3 separate regions of the Pan troglodytes genome follow, and regions 2 and 3 are each linked to region 1. Evidence: chromatin contacts called from public Hi-C and HiChIP or PLAC-seq data. All regions are on one chromosome and are shown on one strand. The core of a region is the stretch at or near the end of the contact, and the rest is flanking DNA. Distances in the headings are between cores, read along the strand shown.

The links. Hi-C and Micro-C count contacts between places; a contact is called where the count stands out from the background. HiChIP or PLAC-seq counts read pairs in DNA pulled down with a chosen protein or histone mark.
Region 2: an H3K4me3 HiChIP or PLAC-seq map of stem cell-derived excitatory neurons shows a contact between it and region 1, with 2.5 times the contacts expected there. The contact joins the promoter of SH3PXD2B here to the promoter of UBTD2 in region 1. A contact is called at or near these places in 1 of 7 Hi-C or Micro-C datasets (stem cell-derived neural progenitor cells) and 1 of 1 datasets of contacts at active chromatin or transcription factors (stem cell-derived excitatory neurons).
Region 3: a contact with region 1 is called in a Hi-C map of stem cell-derived neural progenitor cells, with 4 times the contacts expected there. The contact joins the enhancer-like site here to the promoter of UBTD2 in region 1. A contact is called at or near these places in 3 of 7 Hi-C or Micro-C datasets (induced pluripotent stem cells and stem cell-derived neural progenitor cells) and 1 of 1 datasets of contacts at active chromatin or transcription factors (stem cell-derived excitatory neurons).

What each region holds. Positions count from the first base shown.
Region 1 is chr4:169,945,560-169,948,328 of NHGRI_mPanTro3-v2.0_pri, forward strand. It overlaps UBTD2 (ubiquitin domain containing 2), which reads right to left and starts at 1,317. Exons shown (of 3, transcript XM_016954201.4): 1 at 820-1,317. The coding sequence starts at 889.
Region 2 is chr4:170,116,422-170,119,319 of NHGRI_mPanTro3-v2.0_pri, forward strand. SH3PXD2B (SH3 and PX domains 2B) reads right to left here and starts at 1,510. Exons shown (of 14, transcript XM_016954204.4): 1 at 1,251-1,510. The coding sequence starts at 1,325.
Region 3 is chr4:169,763,575-169,766,347 of NHGRI_mPanTro3-v2.0_pri, forward strand. All of the region lies in intron 7 of STK10 (serine/threonine kinase 10), which reads right to left. Among named protein-coding and RNA genes, the nearest start is that of STK10, 85 kb to the right of the region's middle. Within about 2 kb of position 1,432, at least 5 of the 24 cell types and tissues checked have an H3K27ac peak or open chromatin away from gene starts, as enhancers often do. A contact at or near this core is called in stem cell-derived neural progenitor cells, where this site is marked.

The DNA.
Region 1 (2,769 bases), core at 67-2,566:
ATACCTATCCTCAGCACGCTTTTACTATAAAGTAGGAGTGCGCTCCCGTGTTAGAAAACTTTTAAAGTACTGATCTTACTGGGGTAAGTCAGGGTCCAACTGCATTTGTACTTTTATCCTACATATTTTCCTTCTACTTAAGACAGATGGGAATTTGATTAGCCCACCCCGACAGCACACCGGCCTAACACCCCCAAGCTGTAGCAAGGAGCCACGTTTTACCCGGGAAGACCGTTTCCCCACCCCTCCTTAATACAATGCCTGCGGCCACTGGAGACTCCTCCAGCCGAGCTCCAGAAACTCGCAGGTTTAAATGGCCAATTTGGAACCAACCGGGGCAGCTGTCATCTGAAACTCAGGAAAGCTGAGACCAGCCAACTCCACAGAACAAGGAAGGGTGCGGAAAGATGTGGCGGGGCCCGTCGGAGGGAACGCATCAAGCTCCCTCCCCCCGCCATCAATTCGCTTTTCTGCAACCCCGGCGCCGCCATCCTGATCCTCAATAATTAAACGGCCTGGAGAGGGAGTGAGGTGGCCAGAAGGGCAGCTTCGGGTCCGACTTCCCTGAGCCGAGCGGGGCGGTCGGCGAGGCCAAGGGCTACGTCCCCGGCGCTCAGAGGACTTTTCTTCGGGGCTGGGGTGGGAAGGGGCGACCCCCGCGGCTGGCAGGGCAGCCGGAAGCGGAGCGCGGGGAATGACGTGGAAGAGGGGATGACAAAGGGGCGCGGGGGCCCGGCGCGGCCCGCGGGGGTCGGGACAGGTGGCCGGGCCTGGCCGGGAACAATGGGGGGCCGAGGCTGCCCCCTGGCGCTCACCTACCTCCGGTGCCCTCCGAGTTCTCGTTGAGGCTGCCCGAGGAGTCGTGCTGGGCGCCCACACACCCGCCCATGGGGGCCCCCGGCGCCTCGTCCGCCACCTCCGGACGCTCGTCCGGGCCCGCCGCCGCCGCCGCTGCAGCCTCCTCCGGCGCCACCGCCGAGCTCCGGACAGGCGCGCCGCTCCGCTCGCCCGCCGCGGCCCAGCCTCCGCCCCCCTCGCCGCTCCACCCACCGCCTTGGCTCGGCCCCTTCCTCCGCGCCCACTTCTACCTCAACCCCCGGGCCGCCCGCCCGGCAGGCCTGGCCCGCGCGCCGCCCTCGCCGTCGGCTCAGCCCCGCCAGGCCAGGGCTGGCCCATCCCGGGCGGGCCGCAGCGCCCGCCTCGCCCCCTCACAGCCCCGCACACCCGAGTCCAGGCGAGCCCCGCGCCGGCGCCTCGCGTCCGCCAGGACCCATCGGCCCCCGCCCCGCGGCGCCGCCCTCCGCACCCACGGCCTGGGCTCGGCCTGGGCTCGGCCCGGCCCGCCCGGAATCGCCGGAGAAGGGCGGGGCCACCGGAGGCCGCGCTCTGATTGGCTGCGGGCGGGGCTGCGAGCGGAGCGGGGCGAGGGTGAGGCGGGGGAGGGGACGCAGGGGGCTAGGTGGGGGGAGGACTGGAGGCGGGGGGAGGACTGGAGGCGAGGGGAGGAGGAGAGAGGGAGGACGGGAAGAAGAAAGGAGAGGGAAGAAGGGAGGGAAAGCAGGAAAAGCCGAACAAAAGTGAGAAAAGAGGAGTGGGAAGGGGCGAAATCGAGTTCCTGGCTCCTCGGCCGTCGGCTCCTTCTTGCTGGTGGAAGCGGGTCGCACGGGGGAACCGAGAAGTAGTCGTGGAAGACTCGCAGGCGGGGACGGGGCGGTTTCCCAAATAACGGGGGCTCGGGGGAGAGTGTCCTGGCCGAACCTTGAGGTCCCAGCGCCCTTTGAATTTGTATGGCGCTCCGTGGGTTGGTACCCCGAATCTGGGCTTCCTCTTGCCTGCCCACCCCCGTCTTCCCTAAAATCATGGGGCCCCATTATTAGGGGTGGAGGCAGTGGTTGTGGCAAACCAAACTGAGATTAGAGGCGAGGCGTCCTGATGGAACGCCTGGAAAGAAGAGATAAACGCTGACCTTAGTTCAGGGGGCGTGGGTTTCTTTCATTTTCACGGGATTAATGATTCAAACAATACTACTTATCAAGATCCTGCCTTTGGGTATCTTAAATCGTCCTTAGGCCAAAGTGAAGTGTAAATGAGTGAAACACCCTGCCTTTTCGAATCTAGAATTTGGGACATTGACCACGCCCAACATTCTTGGCGGTTACTTTTCCAATCTCAGCCAAATTGTTAATGGTCCCTTTAGAATTGTGCTTCGTGCTATGATGCCTTAAAATTGTTATCATCCTGCTTGGGCCTTTCTGAAGCTTATTTCTGCCTAAGAAGCTGTTTTAACTATCGGCTCCATTTTTATATCAGACTTTCTTTTTTTAACATCCTGGGTCAGCTTTTGCTTAGCACGAAAAGAAATTTTTTAAGTTGAAATACCTAAGAAAGAGATGCTCTGCAGCTTGGGATTTGCATTTAAATATATTCTCATACACTGCTGGTGGGAGTGTAAATTGGTTCAATCTTTTTTGCAAAGCAATTTGGCAATGCAGATCAAGAGCCTTAAAAATGTTCATATCCTTTGACTCGGGATTATTCCACATCTGGAAATCTAGCTCACAGAAATAGATCAAGATATTATACAAAGATTTAGATCTCTGTATTCATTTGATAAAAAGACAGTAGACAAGCAAAACCTACACTTAGGTTAAAACACAGAAATGTCGTGAGATATAGAAATCTGCTATATTAAACTCATCCTGAAGAATTAGTATTGTCCTCAGTTGTGGTCCTGAACATTCCAAAAAGAGCTTATGCCATCGATGTTAT
Region 2 (2,898 bases), core at 260-2,759, 170 kb after region 1:
CGGAGTGGGTTCCCGGCTATCTCCTTTCAGAATGTCATAGGCTATTCATGGAAGGCATGCAGATCTACTTTGTAAGAATTAGTTCTTAAAAAAAAAAAAGATCTGAAGACGACTTCCAGGGAGGCCAAGGAGCTTAATTTAGCCAGCCAACGCCCTTTTCTATTCATTGTTCTATACTTCTTTGTTAGGATTTTTTCCCTCCCTCTTACTCTTTTTCCCTTCCTGGTTAACTTCTCTGCAGCCAGGCTCCGCCACTGCCCACTTCTCACCGCCAGAGACACTATAGCCCCCTTCCCTGCTGTAATGAGGCCCTCCCCAAGGCCTCATGTGGGCCCATCACCCCACATCCCCTTTATCTCCACCTAGAACCTGCGAGGTGGTCCCAGGGCCTCCTGAATCTGCAGACGTGTCCCCTAGGTTGCTGCGGAAGCCACTTTCCACCTGCAGGTCACCGTCAGCCCCAGGCACCCCTGCTGGAGGGAGGGAAGCCCGAATGCAGCTCTATGTTCCAGGACCTGCAACCTCTGAGCCTCAGCCTTCCTATCTGCAAAACGACGCTTCTGTCCCATTTTCTCAAGTCCTTGCCAGCTCCAAACAAGATTCCCATGTTCCAGAGGGAGATGCCAGGAGAAAACTTTCGTACATTTTAAAACAGAAGTTACTGGAGAGAGGGGGCAGGGGATGTTTTTAACCCTTTAAAGGCGTAACCACTCAAATGATCCATTCCCAGAGATCTCCTCCATCGCCCAGGCCGGCTCTTGCCAAAGAACGGAGTCAAATTCGGCGAACCCTAGAGGGGCGACCTGTGGCTGGGGACTGCGGGTCTGCGCGCCTCTGGACAAGGAGGGGCAAGGCGGGCGGCCTGAGAACAGGCACTTCTCTCTCTCCCGCTTTCTGTCTCAGACCCCTCAGCGGCTGGGGCCAGACTTTTCCACAGATGAGCAGGACGGGAGTTGGGGGGACACGGAGGAGACGGAAAGGGGTAGAGGAGCCGCAGGGAGGCGAGTAGGGGGGCGAGGCGGGAGGAAGGGATGGAGGGGGAGAACGAGGCAAAAGCGGGGAGGGGAGGGGAGGGGAGGGAGGGAGGAGGAGTCGGGAGGGACCCGGGCAGCGCCGCCGCAGGGCCGAGGGGAGAGCAGGGGAGGAGGGGACGGGAAGCGCTGGAGGCAGAAGTTTTCCAAGCCGGGGGCCCTCGGTCGCCCCCGACGGGGCGCGGGCTCAAGGGGGCGTGGGGGCCGCGCCGCACTCACATAATGCTTGTTGGGCACCCGCCGCTTCTGCACGTCTAGCACCTTCACCTCCACGATGCTGCGCCGCGGCGGCATGGCCGCTCCTCCGCCCGCAGCGGGCCGAGCGCGGGTGCGGGTGGCGCGGGGTGCAGGGAGCGCTGGGGGCGCGCCGCCGCGGGCAGGGAACCTGGAGCTGAGCGCAATCACAGCCGGGGCCGAGCACGAGCCGCCGCCGCCGCCGCCGCCGCCCTTCGCTCGGCGCGCACTCCAGCCGGGCCCAGCCGCCGCCGCCCGCCCCCGGCCCGCCCCCCGCGCCGCCCCCCGCGCCGCCCCCCGCGCCGCCCCCCGCGCCGCCCCCCGCGCCGCCGGCCCGCCCCCCTTAAAGGGCCCGGCCCCGACCCCCGCCCACCGCGCGCGAACCCCGCCGGCCACGTCCGGCCCCCGCCCGGCCTTTGTCCCGGTGCTGAGCCGCCGCGCCGGGGGAGGGGACTGGACTGACCCCGTCGCCCGTTCACTGATTGACGTGTCGATTCATTCCAGCACTCTCGCTCCGGCAGCCGCCATCCACCGCCAGTTTGGAGAGCCGGACACCCGGGTTCGAATCCCGGCTTTGCCGCTTTTCCACTCTGTGCCCTCGGCAAGTTGCTTAACCTCTCTGGGTTGGGTCTGTTCGTCTATAATATGAGCCTAGTAGTACAAGCACCATGTTTGTCTTTTTGTGTCTGGCTTATTTCACTCGGCATAACGTCCTCAGGGCTCATCCATATTGTAGCATGTGTCAGTGGTACCGCCTGCCTGCCGGTGCTGCGCCCAGGATTAAGTGCATGTGAAGCCATTCCGCAGTGCAGTCCATGGTATGAGTGCTGGCATTCCTAAACCCACCCCAAGCCCTGGTGATTCAGGAGGAGCAAGAGACCCGTGACCAGGTTCCCCCAGCCTCAGTCTGGGACATGGGGAGTGAGGGAGAGAAAAACTGCAACAAATGCGCATACGTGCAATGTAATTGCGATGGAAGCAACAAAAGGGGATAAAAGGGTGGTGACTATGTGTGAGGGGCACCTGGGTGCTTGTTAGCAAGGCCATCGATTTCCAGTTGCGGAGCACTTAACTGCTCGCTGGGCCCCGTGGCCCCTGCTTTTCACAAATGCTGTCTTTGCATCCTCAGGCAGACTCTAGGAGGAAAAGGTGTTTTTACAGAGGGCGGCCTCCAGACATTTGGACATTTCCAGTGAGGCCCGAGGACCCTCTGACTTGGGAACTGCACTTCAGAAGAATGTGCCTTACAGGAATTACATCAGTGAAGGTCCAGAGTCAGGGAGGCGGTGGATGGAGGCCGTCACTGCCTGCCTCTAGGTGGATCTCACACGTTGAAGCTACCGTGGCTGGGGCAGCTCCTCGTTTCTTCATCTAGTGCCTCCTAGCACTGGCTGGGCACTGAGTCACTTTCAGGAGATGTTGGCTGAATGAATGGATAAATGAATATATAATGCATGGATGGGAGGTTTAGGCCCCTGGCCAGTGTTTTCACAGCCAGTAAGTGGGGGCTCTTTTCAACAAACCGTACGACTCTTCTCCGTGCCACGACAGAGCTACTTCCCATCCCGGTCCAGGATCAGCCTTTGGAAGAGGGTGGGCTTATCCAGGGGAGGACGGCTCTCAGCCACCCTGG
Region 3 (2,773 bases), core at 182-2,681, 180 kb before region 1:
AGCTGGCCCCTGTTGAGAAGGTTCACTCTGGCTGCTGTGCTCAGCCCAGACCCAACAGAGAGGGCAGGGGACCAGCGAGGAGGCAGCAGCCCGAGTGAGAGGTGGTGGTGGCCCAGGTAGTGGCTGCAATGGAGGGGTGGGAAAGGCTGAAGTCTAGGCATGTACTGAATGCAGGGACAACGGGATTTCCTGATAGGTGGGCTAGGGAGTGTGGAAGAAAGAGGAGCAAGGGTGCCTGCATGGTTTGGGGCCCGAGCCACTGGAAGGGTGGAGCTGCCATCGGCTGAGATGGGAAAGCCAGTGGTGGAGCACGTCGGCGAAAAGATCCAAGTGCTCAGCGTTCAGTGTGAGATGCCCACTGGACCTCCGGGGAGTCAACAGCTGGACGCGGGCTGAGGCATCGAGCTGGTAGTGCTGCACACTGGGTGCGTGGAGATGGAGGGAGGGCCCTGTGCACTCTCACACTAATGAGCTGGGGCAAAGGGGGGCGAGCAAAGGCAACAGAGAAGGAGAGGCTGATGACCAAGGGTGTGTGGAGGCCTGGAGGTCGAGTGCCGACAGGAGGAGGAGGAGATCGACTGGGCTGGTGCTGTTGATGTGTTCAGTGAGACCAACACCGAGGCTGACCCATGGCACAGAAACCGCTGACGACCTTGACAAGAGCAGCTGTGATAGAGTGGACAGGTTTAAGAGCAAATTCAGCCAGTATCTACTCAGCACCTCACGTGTGACAGCTGTATGTTAAAAATGTTACATACAAAATCTCATTCACTCACACAATCCTGTGCAGCCAGCACTCTCTACATCTTACAGATGAGGAAACTGAGGCACAGAGTGAGAACCATGCAGATTCTGGGTGGGGGGGGCGGGGCATGGCGTGTCTGATTTCAGAGCCTGGTTACTAACCACAAGTTGGTCCAGGCCCAAAGAATGTCTGCAGGAGTCATTGAATGAATCACAAACCAATGGGGGCGTGAATCACTCCGCCCAGGGCGGGACACAGGGAGACGTGAGAGCCAGGCACTTCTTGGAAGCCGGTAGACACCCTGAAGGCTGACAGCACTGGAGGTGGGGGCTGGGAAGCCAAGATCTGGGCCCACCTCTGTCACTCAAAGCCAAGCGGCCTGGGGCCAGTCACCTCCCTGCTCTGATCCCGGTGTCCTCCCGAGGGGGTAATGCCATGCCCACCCTCTCTCACTGGAGAGGAAAAGGCGCGTGGGTGAAGCCAGCAGCAGCACAGGCGTGAAAGGTGCTTTATTCATCTCCAGAGATCGCTCCTTTGTTCTGCAACCCTTTCTGCTGGACGGTAAGAATCCTCTGGCAGGACATTTTTTCCAAGTATGGAGCGGAAATTCCTGGCTGAGGCTGCAGCTCCGGAGCTGCCATATGGGGATGGGGGACAGCTGGTCTCTCCGTGGAATGTCCTGGAGGCCGGATGTATCAGGGCAGGAGGTGCCTCTTACAGGAAACAATTGGCCCCAAGCGGCTTGGACAGTGACAGCAGCCCCACTCGACCCCACCCACTTCAGGGGGCCCCAGCCCACTCCCCACAATACCCAGAAAATGAGGCCTTTGGGCACTCCAGAAATTTGCTTTCAAATACATTATAGAAATGTAAAAGGAACGACTGTGACCCCCCACCCCCGGCAGTAGATAGACCTCATTTTGCATTCTGGTTCTTTCCATTTTTAAAAAAATAAATACCTCAGTCCTATGCATCAAGCATTCCTGGAGCACTGTGCTTAAGAGCTAAGCGAAGCGCTTCAGACTACCTCTCCCTTTAATCCTCACAACCACCCAGTAAGGGGACTGCTGCTATTCACTCCCATTTCAGAGTGACAAGCAAGTCACAGAGAGGTTAAGCCATTTGCCCAGGGGCTCACAGCCAGTAAATGGCAGAGCTGTCGAACCCTGGACTTTCCCGCCCCAGCTCACACTCATAATAACTAAGCTGCTACCCCAGAAGGACGCACAGTGGCTCAGAATGCCGACCACAGGCCCAGTGCATGGCACACAGTAGGAAGCTGGGAAAAGCTGGGTGAATACAAAGACTCAAGTGCCTGGTGTGGCGCCTTCCTCCCCTTCCTGCCACCGCACCTCTAAGGCTGTCATGCTGAGGGCAGGACCGGAGCCGACACGGCAGTGAAAGGGCAGCCCTGTTGCATCACCCAGGCCCATTCCTCCCCCTCTTCCATCAGTGGCAGTGACATGGGGACACTGGTCGGCAGATTTGCAAATGACCAGGCAAGTGCTGTGCACAGCCCTCAGAACACTGCTGTGGACACACCGACCTCACCCAGCCTCCAGCCATGACGCCCTAACTCGAGGCATGGGCCCAGGCAAAGAATGGCTCACAGCTCCCTCCAATAGTTCAAAAAGCTTCAAGGAAACCATTATCCACCTGCCCATTCTAAGGCAGTACAGCCAGCTAATGAGATGCTCAGAGTCTCCTGATCCCGCACACAGCAGCCAGAAGGCAGGAGGACCCTTATAAATGGATGTCGGATGCTGTGTCTCCCCTAATGCACAGATAAAGCCCAGGACCTGGCTCTGGCTTGCAAGGCCCTGCAGGACCCTGTGTGCAGAAAATAACACAGCAAGCTTCAGAAAGGGCCGCTAACAAGGTTGGATCCTCAGCTGGTCTCTGCAAACTAGGAGAGGGCTCCCACCATTAACTAATAAGAGTGGCCCGCTCTGCCTAAACTGTTCTGCAAACAATATGGCTTAGGTGGAATACCTGCTTTCCTTCTAGAGTCTGGAACTCTGGTCTGTG